2 separate regions of the Mus musculus genome follow, and region 1 is linked to region 2. Evidence: chromatin contacts called from public Hi-C data. All regions are on one chromosome and are shown on one strand. Each heading gives the region's core, a stretch centred on a gene start, on an enhancer-like site or on the middle of the called end of the contact. The rest is flanking DNA. Distances are from core to core; before and after follow the strand shown.

What was found. Hi-C and Micro-C count contacts between places; a contact is called where the count stands out from the background.
Region 1: a contact with region 2 is called in a Hi-C map of liver, with 2.4 times the contacts expected there. The contact joins two enhancer-like sites. A contact is called at or near these places in 2 of 484 Hi-C or Micro-C datasets (both in liver) and 1 of 115 datasets of contacts at active chromatin or transcription factors (pancreatic cancer cells).

Annotation. Positions count from the first base shown.
Region 1 is chr13:34,549,023-34,555,306 of GRCm38.p6, reverse strand. No RefSeq gene overlaps it. Among named protein-coding and RNA genes, the nearest start is that of Gm40909, 46 kb to the right of the region's middle. Within about 2 kb of position 4,991, at least 4 of the 459 cell types and tissues checked have an H3K27ac peak or open chromatin away from gene starts, as enhancers often do. A contact at or near this core is called in liver, where this site is marked.
Region 2 is chr13:34,043,902-34,050,805 of GRCm38.p6, reverse strand. Bphl (biphenyl hydrolase-like (serine hydrolase, breast epithelial mucin-associated antigen)) reads right to left here. Exons shown (of 7, transcript NM_026512.1): 2 at 6,279-6,382; 3 at 3,854-4,020; 4 at 372-525. Among named protein-coding and RNA genes, the nearest start is that of Bphl, 9.7 kb to the right of the region's middle. Within about 2 kb of position 4,250, at least 16 of the 459 cell types and tissues checked have an H3K27ac peak or open chromatin away from gene starts, as enhancers often do. A contact at or near this core is called in liver, where this site is marked.

The DNA of each region.
Region 1 (6,284 bases), core at 3,742-6,241, 500 kb before region 2:
GGGAAAACCAGAGGGAGAGATAGACCCCCTTCCTGCCTACTCTCTGCTTCTTGTTCTGTATGGATGAAAGGAGAAGAACTCCCAGCTGCACACTCCCACCACTGTGGAGCCACCTGCCACCAAGTCTCCTTCTCTGTGATGGACTGTAGCTCCTAAAACTGTGAGCCAAAATGAAGCCACTCCTCTCTAGGTTGTTTTTTTTGTTTTTTGTTTTTTGTTTTTTGGTCAGGTACATTAGTAACTTTTCTCATTGCTGTGATCAAATAAATACCTGACAGGAAGCAACTTAAGGGAGGAAAGGTTTATTTTGGCTCACAGTTTAAGGGGATATAAAGTTAGTGATGATAGGGAAAGCAGGGTACAGGTGGCTCTATGGTCGGGGGAGTGTGCAACGTGACTTCTCACATCCTCATTCTCCTCACCTAGTAGAATAGAAAATAGAAAGGATAGAAAGTAAGGAAACATTTATAAAACCTCAAAGTGAGCCTCCAGTCATCCATTTCCCTCCAGCAAGGCTCCACTTCAAGGCTCGCTGAGGACCAAGTGTTCAAATGGACAGCACTCACATTTAAATCACAACGTTAGATATTTTGTCTCAGAAATAAAAATAGTACCTAATATACCAGGATACAGTGTGGATAGTGCTGCGAACTCTTCAGATCTCAGACGGTCACACACAGGGAAACTGGGAGACTCGGAAGCATCTTAACATTGTTCCTGTAAAAGCCTGGCCACATTCAGAAGTCAGAAAAACAAGTGGTTTGGGCCATCTCTTTCTTTCTCAAGACTTTTCATTGTTCCTGTTCTTTGAGATTCAGAGTTTAAAACTGGGACACGCTTTGGTTTGAATATGTTCCTCCCCTTCAAAACTTCACGTAACAGTAACAATCTCTGATGCAACTGTTTGGACTTACGCTTTGGGAGGTCTTCTGCCCTTGTAAATGGATCTGTGATGCTATAGAAGTCCTTAGAGGACCCATTTCTTCTCTTCTGGCAAGCAAAGACACACTCCATTCACTTACCCTTCTGCCTTCCACAGTGTGAGGACTTATCAGCAGGGCACTCTGCAGAGTCTATTTCTTTGACCTTATACATTTTAGTCTCCAGAGCTATTATATATGTACACTTCTGTCTTAGTTAAGGTTTTACTGCTGTGAACAGATACCATGACCAAGGCAAGTCTTGTAAAGGACAACATTTAATTGGGGCTGGCTTACAGGTTCAGAGGTTCAGTCCATAATCATCAAGGCAGGAACATGGCAGTATCCAGACAGGCATGGTGCAGGCAGAGCTGAGAGTTCTACATCTTCATTTGAAGGCTGCTAGTGGAAGACTGACTTCCAGGTAGCTAGGGTGAGGATTTTACATGCCCACAGTGACACACCTACTCCAACAAGGCCACACCTTCTAATCCTTCCACTTCCTGGGCCAAGCATATACAAACCATTACATCATCAGACTCTGTTATCTGCACACATCACTCCTTTGGGGTCCTCCATAGTCCTCCTTGAAAGGAGAGTCAAAGAACTAAGCTTCTCCTGAACAGGGAATATGCGTTGTTTTTCATGCTGTGGTGTCTCTGTGGTCTGACCCATGACCTCAGCTGTTTTTCTTTCTTACCCTCACTGAATTTCTACTCAGCCTGCACCATCAGTGGAGTCCCTTCTCCTCTCAGAGCCTTCCCTTATCTGCCTGGGCAGTTTTTCCCGTCCTAGTGATCCAGTAGATTTGGACTGACTGCCTCCTCCTAGAGGCACTCTTTCATATGGTAACAGATGTGATGAAGGTCTATGGGGGGGGGGGGGCTTGGAATAATACAGACTTCACAAATCTTTCTGGCTTGATAATATAGTTAGCTGGTATAACTTTGGGGACACTGTTTATCCAGCTGCATCCAAATCAGAATGTCCAAGCAAATGGATCCTCTATCCAAATAACATTAAGTTGGAATTATCCTAACTGCCAATGATCTCTAATTTCATTGAATGAATTCCAAGTAGCATTGTCTTACTCTTAATGCTTTTTAGAAACAATAATGGGTGTACTAATTTTTTTAAAACCTTATACAGAGTAAAGATTAAAAAGAAAGGCAATGTTCCAGAAGTTTGGTGGGGTTGGCAGGACCTTGCGGACTCCCTTAATCTCCTATAGAGAAGCTGTGGCAACCAATGGAAATGAAGTTCTTCAATTAGATATTAGATCCATACTATGCTTATAAAGTGACTTTAAAAAGCACTATAGGTGGGTCCCCACTTACATGGGAAGGGTCCCCTTCAAGTTTATTAATAGAATACTCAATCTTGGGGACATTCTTGGGGACAACATTTATCTAAGTCAATTATGACAACTGCCCTGTGCCAGTGTCCTCTCTAGGCCTGGGGATGCGACTCATTTCTGACCAGTAGAACACAAGTGAAGTCTTACAGTCAGGAAAGAACACTGGAAAACAATTTTTACTCATATGCTAGGCACTGCATATGAAAATCTCTTTGTTTAAAGATCTTCTGGGAAATGTGAGATCCAGGTGGAAAGAGCCCACACACACTGCTATCTGCTTACTGGGAAGATGGAGTCTGATTCTTTGATGTTATGACAAAACCAGTGTAACTAAGATTGGGCCATGTACTTCAGGACTTCTTGTTAATAAAAATCAGTCATAGGTCAGTGTGTGACAGACAGATGAGTTTTGTGTTGCTTGAGACCAGGTGCCTCTGATCAATTCAATAGTTAAGGTTTCTTGGGGAGCCAATTGAGGTGGGAGATTCTCCTGGGGAAAAAGGTTTAAAGTCTGTGTGATCGCAGCTCTCTATTCAGAAACCGAGCTCAGAAGAAAGGACTTTGCTTTTAGACGGTTAGGAGATAATAGACGCACCATAAAAGGAATCCTAGAAGTGAGGTGGGTCTTTGGGAAGTGGGAAATGTAATCCTAATGGTGCCTAGAAGGATCGAAAGGGACTCAGTGTCAAAAAGGTCATTCAGCTTCTCAGTGGTCCCTGCGTCACTCAAGCGCCCTGCGTCACTCAAGCGCCCTGCGTCACTCAAGCGCCCTGCGTCAGACGTCAGATTCATAAGATGTTTGTAGCTGGAGAGAGAAGCCTCTTCGTAGGGAAAATGTGGAATAATGGGTAGGAGTAGGGGAGGGAGAGACGACGCTGCGACAGGATTGTATTTGCCAGAAGAAATGCATAAAAATCACACAATATGTACTCACTGATAAGTGGATATTAACCCAGAAACTTAGGATACCCAAGATGTAAGATACAATTTGCTAAATGCATGAAACTCAAGAAGAACGAAGACCAAAGTGTGGACACTTTGCCCCTTCCTAGAAGTGGGAACAAAACACCCATGAAAGGAGTTATAGAGACAAAGTTTGGAGCTGTGACGAAAGGATGGACCATCTAGAGACTGCCATACCTGGGGATCCATCCCATAATCAGCTTCCAAACGCTGACACCATTGCATACACCAGCAAGATTTTGCTGAAAGGACCCAGATATAATATAGCTGTCTCTTGTGAGGCTATGCCGGGGCCTAGCAAACACAGAAGTGGATGCTCACAGTCAGCTATTGGATGGATCACAGGGCCCCCAATGGAGGAGCTAGAGAAAGTACCCAAGGAGCTAAAGGGAACTGCAACCCTATAGGTGGAACAACAATAGGAACTAACCAGTACCCCAGAGCTCTTGACTCTAGCTGCATATGTATCGAAAGATGGCCTAGTCGGCCATCACTGGAAAGAGAGGCCCATTGGACTTGCAAACTTTATATGCCCCAGTACAGGGGAACGCCAGGGCCAAAAAGTGGGAGTGGGTGGGTAGGGGAGTTGGGGGGAGGGTATGGGGACTTTTGGGATAGCATTGGAAATGTAAATGAGGAAAATACCTAATAAAAATATTAAAAAAGAAAATAATATTACAAGAAATTATCCAATTAATAAAAAGAAATGCATAAAAAACACAGAGTGCAATATACTAAAATTATTATTGAAAACACAACTACCAAAAATTCAGCTTCTTCAGAGAATTGATTCATAAGAGAGAATCTGTATCATAGGTGTGCTTTGAAAGGATGGGAGAGAATGAAAGCCAGGAACATTCAACTAGGAAGAACCGCTGTAATTTCAGTAGAAGACTTCTGGCCTGGGATTGACTATATGCTGTGCCATAAGAACCAAGGAGGCTGTGAAGTCACATAATGCAAGATGGGCAAGCACTATCAGAAACATCTTGGGTTCGTTGTGTTAGTTGACTTGGAACTAATTTTCACTGTTGCACATTCAGAAACCTTTTACTATTGCTGTTTCCCTCCCCTGCCTTCTGTTATGCAACCACATGTAAGGCTGGACCCTGCCTATCCCAAGAAAGCGTCTTTGGTATTCAGATTCCTGATGGAAGGCATGACAATTCTGTATTCTGTAGCTTGATCATCACTGTCAGCTAAGGGCTAAGAGCAGAGAGCAAGGGAAACAACTGAGAACAAAAAGACCCGCCACATTTTGTTTTAGACCTCTGCAAGATCTGCAAACATTGCTGGTAAGTTTGCGTACATTTCCAGATGTCTGATAGGAAAGGAATCTTCTTGATCTTCTGCCCTGAGTAAATATTATCTGTGTAAACAGCTGTCTGTGCTACACAGACACACGATTGCATTAGGATGGGAGGGAGAGGCCCTGGAAGGTTGGCTGGTCTTGAAGATCGAACTTTTCTCTCTATCTAAAGCAAAGATCTCCAACTCCTTCCCAAAGGGAATGTTAGTTTTAAAGTCACCCACAAGGATTCTGCCTTGCATGCTTTGATGGAGGAAATAAAATTTGTGGACTGAAACACTCACTTTCCTGATATCAAATAAAATGGAGTTTCTCCAACAAGCACTGAATTGATTTTTTTTTTTTTTTTTTTTTTTTTTTTGGTCCAGGAGATAAGATAAATGTGTCTCAGGTTTTGTAACCACTGTTTGACAAGATTTGTAAGACCAACCACAGCTGTCACATGCCAATAGGGGAAGAAACCTGAGGATACATTTGTATGCGTCATATCCCAGGGAGTCAGATACAGTCTTGGAAAAGTGCATTTAACTGTGCACTTTTTAAGTATCAAAGCATTTTCATTTTCTTTTCAGCCTCTGGAAGGCTATGTTTTTGTCATAAATTCAGTATAAGGCAGAGGTAGAATGGCCACAAAACAGAACCACAAATGAACCATTTGAGTAGGGAGATGAACCAAGTTTCTATTCATTTCTAAATTATCATAATTATCAACTTGACACACTAGGGAAGGGGGAAACTCAACTGAAGAATTGTCTCCTTCAGGGTTAGCTTTGGGTACATCTGAGAGGCGTTTTGTTGGTTGTTCATTGATGTGGGAGAGCCCAGCCCACTATATGTGGTGCCATTTGTGGGCAGGTGAGCCTGAGTTGTGTAAGAAAGCAGGCTAAGCAAGCCATGAGAATCTAGCCAGTAAGCAGTGTTCCTCCAGGGTCTCTGCTTCAGTTCCTGCTTCCAGACTCCTGCCTTGAATTCCTGCTTTAGCTTTCCCCCATGGTAGACAGTAACCTGTAAGTTAATTAAGCCCTTTCTTCTCCAAGTTGCTTTTGGCCAGTGTTTTATCACAGAAACAGAAAGCAAACAAGGATACCATAAAACTACTCAGACAGGGAGCTAGGCTGTGGGATAAGCCAGAATTCAATGCTCTTGCCGAGGGCTACAATTATATCTTCTGTATTTCTCTGTATCATACCAACTACAGAACTAGTCAATGATGCTTGTTGAAAGCATTCTTGTTTTCACATCTAGTCTGCCTCACAAGTTTCTATAGTACAGTTGAGCTTTACTACATGGAGAGTGTAGTTCAGGGGTAGAGTGCTTCACCAGCGCTTGAGAGACCCTCAATTTAATCTCCTACATTGGGTAGGAGGCAGCCAATGACCCATAGCCAGTGAGTAGCTTGTATTGGATGAATGAGGACGTGTAGCTCAAGGGATATGATTCTTTATAGAAGACTTCTTTATAAGTTACCTAGGCAGGGTTTATGAACATATGTGGAGAACTGGCCCATTGTGCATGATTGCCAGAAGCAAAATGTATTGCTTGCCTATCGTAGTGGCAAGGGACCAGACAATACGAAGGAAAGATTTATTTTGGTTCAGTTCATCATGAAAGTGGCAAAGCAGAGCATCTCCATAGTGTTGGGCGAGTGAGATGGAGCCCCTCACATGGCAGCTGGACAAGGAAATAGAAAGCTCAGGCTGGAGCCTTCAAGCCCTGCCGACCATGACAAGGTCCT
Region 2 (6,904 bases), core at 3,001-5,500:
GAGGAGCTGAGATCACAGGCATGTACTACCACAACTGGCTTTTTCATATTACTTAAAATGAGGTTATGAGTAACACTTCACAACACCCCCGCCTTCTGCCAAGCTCACTCCCTGAGGTAGCGAGTGTAAATACTGCTGTTGCGGAGCTTCGGCCTGAGTCATGCAAGTTTCACTTCTGGAAATAGAAAACTATCCATTTCTAGGTTGGTTAAATTCGGTGGCTTTCCTGAAAACTCACTCTTCTTTTGACCTTGGAGCTGAGAACTGCAAGTGGATGAGATGTGACTTGTCAGCCAACACACATCGAAGCAAGAGACGGGGAGGGAATGAGAAGGATCATCATGACTGTGCCTACGGCGGGCAGCACTTACCCTGGTAAATCCTGCTGTCTTCCTCGGTGACATAGGCATTTGCTCCCCAGATCACCATCTTGCGGATATAAGATGGGTACTTTGCAGCAGCGATGAGCGCAGTTATGCCGCCATCACTCCAGCCCAGGAGGGAGACCTGCTTGAACTGTAGAGCCTGTGGGTGACACAGCAGGATGCACAGCACAGTTACCACTGCGCTACGCTGAAAGAACCTGGGTGGTGGTGATCAGAGTTCTGTAAGTCTGCCACTTAGATCTGGCGTCAATTAATTAGCTTTGCTACATTGTCATTGTTATAGAACCTTGAGTACATTGTAGGTTTTGACTTATGTGGGAATCATATCTTCTTCCTCTTGGATAAAATATCCAAATACGGAATCACTGAATCAGCAGCAATCTGCTGTTATTTGGGTATGGCAAGCACTCTGTGTGTGTGTGTGTGTGTGTGTGTGTGTGCACCTGGGTGTGGCTCAGAGGACAATCATGGAGATCGGAAAGGATCTTAAGATAAAATGCATCCGAGTATCTGGTGAAGCCACAGCTGTAGTTGTGGGAAGAACTGGCTAAAGACAAGAGGGAGCACAGTGTCATAGCAAAGCCGTGTCTGTCCTTGGGTGGTGAATCAACCAGGACCCCAAAAATGTGCTCAGCAAAGAAAGCTGACAGAGCATGGCAAAGAGGCTTCTGGAAGTAAAACACTGTCTGAAAAGGTTAAAGTCAAGGAACTAGCGAATGTTAGCCAGGACTCTTGCTGGTGCCACCCCACATGCACACACATTCTCTGGCTAACCATTTGACATTAATATGCAGAATGAGAATCTGTATTATCTATAGCCTAGCACACTGCCCTCCTGGACTCATTTACCAGGAGACAGACCCAGGATATAAACAACATTGCTCGTAATCACAAAATTGACAAATGCCCATGAGCAACTTATAACAAAACATAGCTCAAAATTCACCATTTACCAGTAGATGATGCGTAGAATAAACCAGTGGATACATCCAGTGAAACGTAGCAGCTCTCTTGATCCTGCTGGGGTTATACAATCTATACATAGCCATACCTCACCAGGGATGCCTTGTAATGTATGGTACCAAGAGCTACACACATACGTGAAGTATAGAGCAGATACCTTGGACAGGGGATATGTTAACAGTTGGGGTGGGGTGGGGTGGAGCCAGGATGGCTGAGCAGCATCACATTTACTGGACCACTCAGAATATCATGGGATTTAAAACTCATGACAGAGTGCTACAGATAACATTAATGAACTTGCATTTTAGAAAGACAGGAGGAAATATTTCAGAAGTTTTTCTCATGAGGAAATGATAAATGTTGGGGACAGGACTGGGGAGACAGTGTTGTTGGTAAAGGGCTTGTGGAACATGCATGGGGACCTGGGGTCTCTCTCAGGACACATGTAGAAAGCTAGACACAGTGGTGCATGCATGCAATCCCAGCTTTGAGGAGGTGGGGACAGGAGGATTTCTGGCCATCCAGCCTAGTCTTCTTGGGGAATCTTCAGGCCAATGAGTGATCTTGTTTCAAAAAAAAAAAAAAAACAAGGCACAAAGCAACTAAGCAACAATGGTTGATGAGACAGACATGTTTAACCTGGTTTGGACATTCATTATGCAGTATAGACATATCCTGGAACCTTATTTAACTCTTTGGCGTGTACAATTTTTTTTAAAATGTATTAATGTATAAGCTAAAAGTAAACTTAATTTAAAGTACAAAACATTACAACTATGAATGAATTATTTCTGGAATTTTCCAGACCACAGTTGGCCATAGATAAGTGGAGCCACAGAGAGTGGGAGCACAGACAGGGGACAATGGCAGTGAGCATGTTCATCCGGAAACGAACAGCAAACCAGAAGGATGTGATACCATCAGCACTACACCCCTGTAAGCCCAGCACTTTGGACACAGAGGCTACCCTGTTACACAGTGAGCTTGAGGCTAGCCAGGGCTACCTAGCAATATCCTGCCTCAGAATATCCAAATAACCAAATAAAATACTGTGTTTGCTAGAAAGTTCTGACTCCTTACCTGGGCCTAAACAATAATTAAAAGCAGGACAAAAGCTGGAGGTTTACATCTTCCTTTTGTATCTTCTTTACTTTGGGTTGGATTCCTGCTCAACTCTGCAGGTAGGCATGTTAAGCATTCAAGGACTGTCTATCTAAAGGCTGGTGGTACTTAAGCGATCTTAACCCCTCTACTGGCTAGTTTTATGTCACCTTGACACAAGCTTAAAGTCAACAGAGAAGAGGCATCTTCAGTGGAGAAAATGCCTCCATAATATCGGGCTATAGGCAACCTGTAAGGCAGTTTCTAACTAGTGATTGGAGAGGGAGGGCCTAGCCCACTGTGGGTGGTGCTATTCCTAGGCTGGAGGTTTTAAAGGAAGACAGGCTGAGCAAGCCATGAGGAACAAGCCAGTAAGCAGCACCCCTCCATGGCCTCTGCACCAGTTTCTGCTTCTAGATTTCTGCACTGCTTTAGTACCTGTCCTTTAGTACTTCTTTTGATGATGAACTGTGACATAGAAGTGTAAGCCAAATAAACTCCTTCCCATGTTGCTTTGGTCATGGTGTTTCATCACAACAATGGTAACCCTGCTAGGATAATCCCATCAAGGCTGAAGGCACGAGCATACAAGCAGCGGTGGCACCTTACCGTTGCCTTTCTTAATGTCCTGTTCCAGACATGGTTCTAAGCCTGAAGTCAGCTTGGATTGCAGGAATGGCAGAGCCTTACAGACAAGTCACCCTGTGAGATGACTCCTGAGCATCAACAGTCATGACTTCCTCAGGCTTCCCTGCAGAACCAGAACTGAGATAACACCAGACCACACCTTGACCAGGACAGCTTAATTCTGTAGACTTCTTGCTACCTCTCCAGTTCTTGCTCTCCCTAAACCTAAAGCTCATGTCAGTACCCTGAAGATGGTCCGAAGGGCTTACTTTCCATCTTCTCCAAATGGCAGTTTTGGTTTTAGAACACTTTCCTGTCTCTTCACCAGCATTTCTTGTTGCTTTTTTTGGGTGGAAGCCATGGAGTTGAACCTCTGGTTTAGGACTCCATTTTCATCTGTATAAAGCTGTGTATTTTGCTATGTGTGGTGTGGTGTTGTAGGCCTGCAATCCTAGTATGTCAGAGCCTGAAGCAGAAGGGTTGAGATCTCAAGGCCCATTAAGACTATACAATGAAAATCTGTCTCAAACCAAAGTAACACAAAACAAAACTAAAACTGCACTTATGCCAGGAGACTGGTGGGAAAGGCAGAGCCTTGGTGTCTTGGCAGTAGCATCATTAGATAGCTGGGCTCTGTTTTTACTTGGTCCTTTAGCTCTTCCTTATATTAGACTCACTTGGTATTGCCTTTGTAAAAAGAAAGAACACCAGGAATTAGAACAAATAAAGATGGGCCCAGTCATCTCTCCCCACTCCAGCACTTCTCTGGGTCTCACCTTCATCAAGTCAACAGCATCCTTTGCATCCCTTTCAAAAAAATCCCGTGGAAAATCTCGATCTGGGGGTCTGGAATATCCATATCCTCGAGGGTCCCAGGCCACCAATGTGAAGCGCTTCTTATTTAGGCTCTGAAGCTGAGGTGCAAAATCGGTCTTTCCGCTACCTGAAAACACCCACTGGGTTACGGTCCACTGAATGTTCTCAGCATAGCCAACACCAGAGCAAAATAGAAGCAGTAACAATTTTAAAAGACAGTTCTTGGTGCTCTAAAAAATTAACCAGAAAAACCCCTAGTGGGGGTGGGGAGTTGTGTTGCAATGGCTCCACACAGAGGCGCATTGCCAAGCCTGATGGAGTTAGGACCTGTCTCCGGTCTCCCTCTAGTGGTAATTTTGAGGAAGACATAGGCCCAGAGTGAGGCTCGGGACCAGTATTTTTGAAGCGCTTTTGACAGCCTTACAGTTTAGTCTTCCTATGCCTCCTTTGGAAGGATTAAATAAACCTTACTGAAATAAACTTTCAAATTTGATAGTTTCTGGGTATTAGCTCTCTAAGGACTTAGAAATGACGGAGATCCCAATGGCATACAGGTAGAAGTGTCATATTCCAGATGTTTTCAAATAAGCTAATATAAATGCCTTTTAAGAGTAAGTAGAAGTAAATGAAAACCCTGAAACGTGTGTGTTTAAGAAATCAAATTGTATTTTATCAAACCAGCACGAAGGGGCCTATGCCAAGAGCCTGTAATGGCCCTGTTAATCCCCACCAGCTCAGCCACCAGAGATGTGGTGTGCTCACATCCATCTTGTGTGTGTGTGTGTGTGTGTGTGTGTGTGTGTGTGTGTGTTTGTAAGGTCACATACTAAGAGCTCTGTCCAGGGGAAAGTCCACACTGACTGAGCAGTTTGTTTGATTTCTAAGCACTCAGAACTTGGGCCACAAATATACAGCCAGCCAAGTTCACTTACTATCTAGGTCCATCACACAAATCATTAAAAAACCCACACCAAAAGCAGGTCAATGATTGCCAGCCCTTGTCTCCGGCTTTCTCACAGGAGTTTCTTGTATGCCCTTGAACTAGAAGTATCCTAAAGGAGGGCAAAAAGTAAGGGGTTGGAGGGGTGGTGAGATCAAGCTAGAATAACAGTTTCACCAATAAGGAAACATTTGCTTTCTAACACTGGGCATGCACTCGGAAACTAGGGCCAAGAGCACTAAAACCTTAAACAAATATTTAGGGAACAGACATAATTATCAGTACATGATTCTGCGGGGCACATGGGAAACTAGGGGACAAGGTAGGGGAAAGACTCCCACTGCTCCATTTTAAAGCTGTGGGATCATGCCAATACTTTCCAGAAATGAAAAAAAAAATTATACTGGTGGATGTTTTGTGTAGTTAATGCCGCAGTGTTAGAGTAATTTAAAATCATCTCTAATATGGTAAACTGCTTTTGCTGATGGTTTAATTGGACACCAGCTTTTGGAGTATACATCTCCTTCATTTCAGAAGCTTAAGAAACGGGTGCTAAGTGTCCCAAGCCTCTCACTTGCCGCAGTGGTACTGTGTCAGCAGGGGCCTGGAGAGCAGGGTCAAGGGGAGCTGAAAGTTTTAGCATGTGACCTTTAGGAGAAAGAGGCAAATCACAATAAATCTCTACTGGGATTACACAAATACCAAAAAGAAAAAGGAAGCAAGCAAGCAAGCAGCAACCCTAAAATCCCCCAAATCATGGCGCACCCTCTCTGGAACTTTCTAAACCCGAACTGCTTTTCCATAAAACAGGACTGAGATTCAGCTCCACACACTGCAGGTGGTGACGTGCTCATCTGAGTCTGAGTTTAAACTAGACCAGGCATGGTGGCACAAACCTGTCATCTAAGTGTTTATGAGGCTAAGGCAAGTGTGAGCTTTAAAGTAAGACCCTGTTAGGAAAAGAGTCTTTTAACACTCCCCCTCCCCCCCACACACCTATTATTTTATTAAACAAATCCAACACACCTGGTCCGGATGCATCCTGGCCTGGTTTTGGTAATGTAAGTCTCACATTCCAGAAAGGAATGTCCCCTTGGGTACCAGACAAACTAACTGGGAGGGCTGGTCACCACCTTACTGTCTTCACCATCTGCTCCTTCTTTGGACCCCAGTTTCCTCGACCCCTCTAGTCCTCCCAAGTAATAGGACACCGTTTTCACAGTGTGTTTCAGTGGGGGAAGAAGTGGGTAAAAGAGTAAGAAATTAATCCAGTAGAGAGTTATTTACTTTTCTAGATCATTCGACTTTGAGCAAGGCAAATATTCCTTAAGAGTTTTTTAGCAAGCGCAAACATGAATGAATGATGGATGCTTGGCATCTAGCATCGAGATCCATCGCGGAGAATCTACAGCCTGCAGAAGCGGTCCATGAGAATCCACACATACCCAACATCCCAGGAAGCAGGAGGATCGCATGTTCCCCTTCTCCCACGCGCTGGTAATGCAGGTGAACGCCATTCACAGCCACCTTGGCAGAAGTTACTGCAGTGCTGGAAGAGAAAAGAATTCCCGGAGGAAGACTTATTTACCATGCCAAACTGGTATATTTAATATTTACTATGACAGGGTATCATGCGTGAGTTAGCATCAGTACCCACTCGAGCACACATCACTGCTTTGGTTTGTGCCTCAGTTTTCCCATCCAGGTTGTGTCTTCATAACAGACTGCAAATCTGAACAGGGACTTCCTGTTTTGACCCACTCTGGCACCCGGGAGCTTGACCTCTGACCTAGTTAGATATTTTTTCTTCTTCTGGTCAACTTGACACAAACCTGGGTCCTCTTAGAAAAAAGGAACTTCGATTGCCAAAATGCCTCCGTTAGATTGGCTAAGGGGCTAGTCTATGGGACATTTTTAAACAGTTATGACTGATGTGGGAGAGCCTAGCCCACTGCAGGTGATGCTATTCTTAGTCAGGCAGTCCTGGGTTGTACTAGAAGACTGGGCAAGCAGCCTTTGTCCATGGCCTCTGCTTCAGCCCTTGACCTTATGACCTTCTTGGCCACTCCCA